Linked DNA regions of Pan troglodytes: region 1 is linked to region 2. Evidence: chromatin contacts called from public Hi-C data. All regions are on one chromosome and are shown on one strand. The core of a region is the stretch at or near the end of the contact, and the rest is flanking DNA. Distances in the headings are between cores, read along the strand shown. Region 1 overlaps FBXL2 (F-box and leucine rich repeat protein 2). Region 2 overlaps CRTAP (cartilage associated protein).

The links. A called contact is a pair of places that touch in the nucleus more often than the background predicts.
Region 1: a contact with region 2 is called in a Hi-C map of induced pluripotent stem cells, with 3 times the contacts expected there. The contact joins two enhancer-like sites. A contact is called at or near these places in 5 of 7 Hi-C or Micro-C datasets (blood, induced pluripotent stem cells, a lymphoblastoid cell line and 1 more) and 1 of 1 other capture datasets (stem cell-derived neural stem cells).

What each region holds. Positions count from the first base shown.
Region 1 is chr2:37,384,472-37,388,846 of NHGRI_mPanTro3-v2.0_pri, reverse strand. FBXL2 (F-box and leucine rich repeat protein 2) reads right to left here. Exons shown (of 16, transcript XR_678860.4): 10 at 3,560-3,690; 11 at 1,643-1,703; 12 at 828-872; 13 at 142-291. Among named protein-coding and RNA genes, the nearest start is that of UBP1, 64 kb to the left of the region's middle. Within about 2 kb of position 1,271, at least 2 of the 24 cell types and tissues checked have an H3K27ac peak or open chromatin away from gene starts, as enhancers often do. A contact at or near this core is called in induced pluripotent stem cells and stem cell-derived neural stem cells, where this site is marked.
Region 2 is chr2:37,142,636-37,147,135 of NHGRI_mPanTro3-v2.0_pri, reverse strand. CRTAP (cartilage associated protein) reads right to left here. Exons shown (of 7, transcript NM_001280476.1): 4 at 3,145-3,273; 5 at 508-653. Among named protein-coding and RNA genes, the nearest start is that of CRTAP, 17 kb to the right of the region's middle. Within about 2 kb of position 1,320, at least 4 of the 24 cell types and tissues checked have an H3K27ac peak or open chromatin away from gene starts, as enhancers often do. A contact at or near this core is called in induced pluripotent stem cells and stem cell-derived neural stem cells, where this site is marked.

The DNA of each region.
Region 1 (4,375 bases), core at 22-2,521, 240 kb before region 2:
ACAAAACCATCTGGATCTGGACATTTCTCTTTTGGGAATCTTAAAATTGCAAATTCAATGAAAGCAGTAATCAAATATTTAGATACCTTGCCTCCCAAGTTAGCCCAATTAATAGATTTTTGAAATCAAGAGAGATGATACCTTACAGAAAGAGAACCCAAACAGCTTCTTGTTGTGGTGGGAGGGCTCTTTCATCTTTAACAGGTGAATAATGTCAGAAAAACTCAGACTCACCAGGGCTTGCAGTTTAGGACAGTGAATGGAGAGCTGGATGAGTGTGCTGTCGGTTATCTGGAGAGAAACATGCTGTGTCAGTATGGCTTCTACACCAGAACTTAATACCTAATCCTGGCTTCTCCTGAACACGACAATCAAAAGGCGTAAAAGAATTAAAAACTCATCTCCAACACTGGGGCTGGGAGCTCCTCTCTTCACCAGCACTCTAAAATCTGCCCACTTCTAGAGATGCAAAACTGTTCTTTGGTCTCTCTTCTGGTAGCCCAAGGAGGCTTGGGGCAAGAGACAAAGAGGGAGTGGGCAAGGAGGGTTCCCAGGATTCTCCTCTTTGGAGTCACCCCATCACTGGACATGCAAGCTTATTTTATAGAGCTATCCTGAACTTCTCTTCTGTAGTTCTGTCTGATGACTGAGAATGGCCAAAAGTTCACGCATCCACTGCCATGGCCTTCACAGGTTTCCAAGTCCTGCCACTGAGGTTGATCAAGGAGGGTCAGGATGATAGCGAGTCAGTGTCTCTGGCTGTGCTGTACTGGCCAGCAGTGACTAAGGAGCAGGCTGCCCTGCAGGGCTGTCAGGAGTCCACTCACCAGGATGCATTCTTCAAGATCCATCTTCTCCAATTCGTGGCAATTCTGGAAGAGTCCACAAGACACACCCCACATGTGAGTCAGTGGTGACAGCAACAATGGTGGCTTGCCCTATCCCTCTGAGTATTGGCCCAGTGTCCTTGTTCTCTTCTGTTAAGAAGTATGCCCTCTTCCTAAAGCTACCCAGTAAACCAGCACTTCTGAACAGCTGCCTTTTGAGTTACAGTGCTTTGGAAATGGGAATAGGGCTGCCTCTGGCTGCATTTCCTTCTCTCAACTTGTAAAGAGAGTTGTCTACAACCTTCCCAGTGGCTCGCAGACATCAGCAGGTAAATTTTAGCCATAGCCTAGACTCTGGGAGGGCATGGGGATGGGGCACTAAGCCACACTGTGGGGGTTGGGTGGAGGTAGCCAAGTGTATCAGCAGCCCCAGGAGGACATGGGTTCCTGGCAGCAGGTCCAGAGGGGCCCCCAGTGGTCAGTGTTTGCAGGACAAAGGGCAGGGTACAGCCCAGTTAGGGGGAGCTGCTGAGAGGCCAAGTTGGGGTCCAATGAGGAATGGAGTCTCCTGCCAGGAGGAGGCTGGTCCCACTTGACCACGCGTGAGGCTCAGACTCTTTACAGAACCCTCTATAGGACTTCCCTAGATTTCTGGCTAACTGGAAAAACTGCAATACACACCCCAAGGGTTCTACTCTACTTTGTGCCTGTCTTTTCTGAAGGTAGTCTTTTGCACACCCAAAACCACTCCAAGTCACTTTGAATTCGGGAGGTGAATTAAGAGTTTGGTTGTATTCTTTAAATCTATGCCTTACCCGAGCTAAAAGTGTAAAACCTGCGTCAGTCAAATGGGAGCATCGGGCAGCCTCCAAAATTCTGAGGAGAAAGTGGGTACAGGGGAGAAAAAGGTACCAACTAGTTAATAATGGAAACACATATTTTATTATGCATACTTGAGTCTTTTCTGCTCTTTGACATGCTTTTGCTTCTGTTAACAGCCCTTAGGGAATGTGACCTGCCCAAAGCCCTGAAGTTCCATCCCAAACTTGGAAAGTAAATCCAAGAATCTTCCTGCTTTACCAGCATGTTGTTTTTAAATAGTATTCTAATATTTGTTTTTTGTTTTTGTTTTTGTTTTGTTTTGTTTTGCAAACAGCGTCTCATACTGTCACCCAGGCTGGAGTGCAGTGGAGCATCTTGGCTCACTGCAGCCTCCGCCTCCCAGGTTCAAATGATTCTCCCGTCTCAGTCTCCCAAGTAGCTGGGACTACAGGTGCCCGCCACCATGCCCAGCTAATTTTTGTACTTTTAGTAGAAACGGGATTTCATCATCTTGGCCAGGCTGGTCTCAAACTCCTGACCTCAGGTAATCCACCCACCTCGGCCTCCCAAAGTGCTGGGATTACAGGCATGAGCCACCATGCCCAGCCTTGTTCACTTTTTAAACACATTTAAAATGAACTTTTCTCAACAAAATCATCTTGAGATTTACTGCATTTATGGAAACTCCCAGGTACCCTAAAGGAAATTTAAAAAATTTGTGGACAATGAAAAATAAGTTAATTCTCAATTACCCATGCTTAATAGGGATGGGTGCATGAATAACATTTCTAAGTTAAACACTCCCTTACAGCAATAATTTTGACCTCCTTTCTGGCCAGTTTTGATCACCCAAATTCCTTCTACTAAGCAGAAATATCTAAATGATATAGTACCTTCTCTACAACAGTAAGAAAAATTGGTAAAAGCAGAAATATACAATTCTTAAAAGATACAGAACTGGTGTGAGCGTGGGAATGGATCAGTTTCATTGGGAAGTAGAGATTTTTAAAAAGTATCTTTTTTTCTGCCTCTTGGATAAAGTTTAAGGTTGCTGGTTCTGAAGTCAACTATTGTTACTATTGTTAAAATTTTAATATTCATAGCTGGTAATGATAATCTATTACCTTGAGGATAAGAATACAAATTATTGGGTTTTTTTGTTTTTTTTTTTTTGAGATGGGGTCTCACTCTGTCGCCTAGACTAGAGTGCAGTGGCACAATCTTGGCTCACTGCAACCTCCGCCTCGCGGGTTCAAGCAATTCTCCTGCCTCAGCATTCCGAGTAGCTGGAATTACAGGCACCTGCCACCAACCCGACTAATTTTTGTATTTTTAGTAGAGACGAGGTGTCACCATGTTGGCCAGGCTGGTTTCGAATTCCTGACCTCAGGTGACCCACCCACCTCAGCATCCCAAAGTGTTGGGATTACAGGCATGAGCCACCATGCCTGGCCTAAATTATTATTTGTTAAAAACTTTTTCTCCTACTGGGGAAGAAGCTAAGTAAGAAGGTGATTGTGATATTCCCCTCATTCTGTCCATTTGGCAGCAGTTCTGGAGGAGAAGCTCATGTCCTTTGGATGTGAGGCTATCACTCTCCTCACTATGTGCTCACTCGGGTGCTTAAAGCAATAACATGATGAGGTAAATTAGGTGGGAAACTGTGTGACATTCATTAAGAAATTAAAGTTTGGATTCACTGGTGGTAGACATTTTATACTCTCCCAGTACATCCTCCAATGAACTGGATTTATACACGCCCCACCCCAATTTACCCAACAAAAGCCAACAACAACATAACTACTGCCTCCAGCACCACTACCTGGCAAGCCTGTCCTCTCCTGAAGGAAGCCCTCTTGGTTAACTCAGCCAAACTCTGAGCTGCAAAGCAAAAAGTGCAGTGTACTCACTGCAGTCGCGGACAGTTCAAACCCAGGGCTGTAAGAGAGGCATCTGTGAGGTTGCTGCAACCCGAAAGGCAGAGAGCCTGTAGCCGGTGACAGCCCCTGCATATCTGCACCACACCTTCATCCGTGATACGCTGAGGAAAAGCAGCACAGAAAGAAAAGTCAGAGGACACCAGCAATACCAAAACGGGAGCAGCAGAAAAGTATCTGCTGTTGTTCAGTTTTGGTTGCTGATTACTAGCATTTTATCCAAATAACTTCAACAAAATAAGAAGTAAAGGGTAGACAGGTACTTGTGTTATCTCTGCACAGCTTTAAAATATTTTAGCAATTTAGATAAGATACATGCATCCAGGAAAAAACAAAATAAAAATTTTAAATAATATAAATGGAGAATAAAAGTTTAAAATTCCATTTCTCCCTCACTAGTCATCAAAATATAGATTTTTTTCATAAAATTTATAAACTCATAATTTAAAAATCTGATTAAAGAACTTTTGAGGCTTTCCTAGTTTAACTGACATTAATATTTGATTGGATTTCTGCAGATTAATGCTTTAGATATTTACAATATACACATATTCATATTTCATCAAATGTTTTAGACAATAGGAAAATTAAATAAATCACAAAATTATTGATAAATACCTTAAATTCTATGAATTTGGCCATGAAGATTCAAAATAATATGTTCACTTAAACAGACTACTTCATATAGAAATAAACACGCACATCTATATTATACTTCAAGCCATCAGCCACTGCTATGCTACACATAAGTCAAGGTCCTATTTTTGAGTAGTCCTGGCCCATATGGTC
Region 2 (4,500 bases), core at 71-2,570:
GGTGTAGGATTATGAGAGAATTTTGTTTTCAAAGTAAAATATTTCTGTAATGTTTGAAATTTGTAGAGTTTTTACAGATTCAGAAATCAGAATGAAGCAGTAAAATGTTAAAACACACACATGCACAAAACTACAGAAAAAAATGACTTTTCCTTGATTTCCTTTTTTTTGGCGCAATCTTGGCTCACTGCAACCTCTGCCTCCTGGGTTCAAGTGATTCTTCTGCCTCAGCCTCCCAAGTAGCTGGGACTACAGCCATGTGCCACCACGCCTGGCTAATTTTTGTACGTTTAGTAGAGATGGGGTTTCACCGTGTTGGCCAGGCTGGTCTCGAACTCCTGACATCATGATCCGCCTGCCTCGGCCTCCCAAAGTGCTGGGTTTACAGGCATGAGTCACCGCGCCCAGCCCCTTTATTTCCAAAATAACCCTTTCTCTTAAGGCACGAGGTAGTCTCCAGAAGGCAAGAATGAAGAGAAAAGGGAAGGTGTGGTGCACCAGACTTACAGGTCTGGGCTGGAAGTGCTCATCCGAGAGGCCCCAAGTGTCCCTGTGGTACTGGTAATACACCAGGTTCTGCTGCATGACCTTGTCATTCTGATCAAAGAGCAGGTAGCTGACTGCACAGGGGGCTGCATTCTTCAGGTCGTTCACTAGGGTTGGGAAGAAAAGACAAATGAAGAAATCAGCAAACCACACCCTATAATTTCTCTGCTTCTAAACAAAAAGGCCATATGAACAAGCCCCTTCTCCACAGTCCTTCTTCAGAGAGCCTGGGGCCGACTGGCAGCCCTGGGTGGGCAGGCCACAGATGGGGTCTCCACGGCAGCCTGGAGGCCAGGCTTGAAACTTAGTTCTAGTTAGGCACATGCCTATGGAGAAATGCCTATGTTCCACTTCCAGCTCTGGTGACCCGAGCTGGTCTCAGGTCCCTGGAAGCAGCTGGAAAAAGCTGGATTGTCCTGGGGCTGAGGGAGATAGGGAGGATGTGCTCAGCAAACAGGTGTCTCATCTGGGGCCTAGAGTGTCTGGATCCCATCTGGATGGGACCACAGTCTCCAGATCTAGGTTAGCTCCCCTACAGCTAAACCAGACCTGGAAAACCCAAAGGATGGTGGAGCCTCTGGGTTGGAGGGGATTTGGAAAGTCGCCTAGTTTTGCCACCTCCTGAGGATGGAACTCCCACCTCCAGCCTCTCTGCTTGGTGTTGCCCACCTGTGACAGTACCTTCAGCATAGGGATTTTGCAGGGCTTGGGATTTGTCTTGGGAGTGCAGGATGAGGAAGAGGTGATGAGACACAAGCCCCTGGTATGTATTCTGGCACATTCCACTCTAATTTACACAACAGTACCTTTGCTAAAGCTGTGGTTGGCCGGAGAAGCCAAAGCTTGGGTATGAATAAATTGTGCCACCCAGTGGCTGTTTCCTGTAATGACTACTTTAAAGCCAGCCCTTAGGGGCATTTACTCTTCAAATATAAATAACACCACCTGCCCTCAAGCAATGTAGCATGGTAGGTGGTCTAGAAAAAATTCAAAACGGGGCAGATTTTCAGGAAGCTCATTTCAGGAAGTACACTTTATTCATACTGTTGATCCCCGAAAGCAGATTTCCTGGGAAGCAGCAAGCATAGCTAGAGGCCTCAGTCCACCAGTGTTGATAAGTCTTTGCCAGTTTCTGATATGCAGGGCGATTTTCAGGGCATGTGAGGATTTCAGAGGCCCAGGGAGCTGCCAGAGCCCGCATGCATCCAGAACACTTCTAAATTCCTAGTGTTCTAGCTTCATACATTTAGAACCAAGCCATGCTCAGTGAGCTAGAAGACCTTATGGCTTTTTATATTTATATAATACATATTCTTTTTCTTTTTCTGACCTTCAGGGTGCAAGGCTTACTGTGTTCTGAAGAGGATGGGAGGTGAGATAAAGAGGAAACCCCCCCCCCAAAAAAAAACAACACAATTACCACAGTGGGAAAGGAGGGCTAAAGCCAAGATCACCTCTCTCACTCTTCCCAAGGCACCCTGAGACCAGCCACTCCTGAGTGTGAAGGGGCGACCCAGGGGATCTATTCTAGCCAGAAACCTGCCACCGCTAGACCCTGGCATTTCATTAGGGCAGAGGAAGTCCTGCTGCCACTGTCCCTAATAATTCTTCTGTGATTGGAACTGAACTGCCAAGGGACACACTGCTTGAACAAGTGGCACTTGGCAAAGTCAGGTACAGGGAGAGGAGGAAAAGCCGAAACACGCAGGCTCTGAAGTCTAACCCTGAACTTCCTTCTCTCCCATGTTTGCTTCCCATTGTCCACTAGAACGTTCTGATTGAGAAACTCCCATTTCAGATCAAGGGAGGACCAACTAGAATGAAACTAACAGGACAGGCGCAGTGGCTCACACCTGTAATCCCAGCACTTTGGGAGACTGAAGTGGGTGGATCACTTGAGGTCAGGAGTTCAAGACCAGCCTGGCCAAGATAGTGAAACCACATCTCTACTAAAACTACAAAAAATTAGCTAGGCGTGGTGGCACACACCTGTAATCCCAGCTACTCAGGAGGCTGAGGAAGGGGAATCACTTGAACCTGGGAGGCGGAGGTTGCAGTAAGTCAAGATCACACCACTGCACTCCAGCCTGGGCAACAGAGCAAGACTCTGTCTCAAAAAAAAAAAAAAAAAAAAAAAAAGAAAAGAAAAGAAAAGAAAGAAAAAAGAAAAGAAAATAAACTCTAACAGTCTGAAAAGTAAAGCTAGTGATGAAGAGGAAGGGAAATAATGATAACAAAAACAAACACACAGTTTGCTATGTGCCAGTGTGGGAATACCCCAGACATTTCACATCTATTAACTCATTTACTCCTCAGGACAATCCTATGAGGTTAGTACTACAATCTCTATTCACAATGAGGAAACTAAAGCACAGAGAAGCTAGTAAGTGATAAGGCTGAAATCGAACCCAGGCAGTGTGGTTACAGGCTCTGCCCTGAATCACTAAGCCATGCTGCCTTTTTGTGCAAAGCATAGCACCAGGGTTGTCAGTGGACCTCGATGAACTCTCAACAACCGTAGCTAAGAGTTATTACCTCTATTTTACAGTCTTAGAAGGACTAAGTGCCTCACCCAAGATGTCACAGAAGATTACTTACACTTATAATAGGCAAACTGCAAGTAATGATACATGGTAGCCACAAATTTCTCAACCGGATAGCCTCCTATAACTGGGGTGAGGTTCTCTTCACACTGTATTTTGCATTCCAGAACTTCTACATAATGATCTGAAACAAAACATATAAATTTTCAGAGCAGTGCATCCATTACTTTCTTAATATGCTACTGCCTCCTGCCCAAATGAAAAAGTTAAAAGAAAAATATTTACAGGCCAGGCGCGGTGGCTCACGCCTGTAATCCCAGCACTTTGGGAGGCTGAGGTGGGTGGATCACGAGGTCAGGAGATCGAGACTATCCTGGTTAACACGGTGAAACCCCGTCTCACTAAAAATACAAAAAATTAGCCGGGCATGGTGGCGGGCACCTGTGGTCCCAGCTACTCGGGAGGCTGAGGCAGGAGAATGGCGTGAACCCGGAAGACGGAGCTTGCAGTGAGCCGAGATCGTGCCACTGCACTCCAGCCTGGGCGACAGAGCAAGACTCCGTCTCAAAAAAAGAAAACAAAAAGAAAAAGAAAAGGAAAAATATTTGCGACACCTACAAGGAGCTGAAAATCTTTAATATACAAAGTTGTTTCAAATCAATATGAAAAAGATGAACATCCACTATATAAATGGCCAAATGATATTAATAGAAATTATTAAAATGTCTAAAAAAGATTGAGAGACGCTACACCTCTTTTATAATTAAGAAATTCAATTACCACCAAAATAATTTAAACTACTAAATTGCAAAAGTTTTACAAATTCATAATGTAGTATTAAGAAGAGAACAGTGAAACTTACACTCTCATATTCTGTTGATGGAAGCAAAACAGGAACAAACTTTTTGGAGAACAATTTGGCAAAATTTATCAAAGGTTAAAATACACATATTTTCCAAGCCAGCTGTCTACTTCTAGGAAATTTTCTTTAGACATAGGCATACATAAACACTGTTTATAACAACAAACAAACAAACAAACAAACTTGTAAGTACCTAAATGCCAATTAATAGGATGAGGATTAATAAATTACAGTATATAAAAATAATAGAATCTACACAGCCTTTGAAAGAGAGTAAGGTGAACCTAAATATAGTCAAAGACTACAATTCCCATGCAGCTAGGTTGGGGCCATATGACTAGTCGTGGCCAATGACATGTTGAGAGTAACAATTAAGGAATGCTACTTCCAGGCCTAATCCCTAAAATCTCCCACATGATCCTTGGCTCCCTCCCTTTTCTCCCTTTATGCAGCTAGAAGCAAAAGACTCCAGGAGGGTTGCACACATTTTATAATACTGTGGAGGAACAAGCACTTTCAAACATTGCTGGTAGGAAGTACGAAATGATA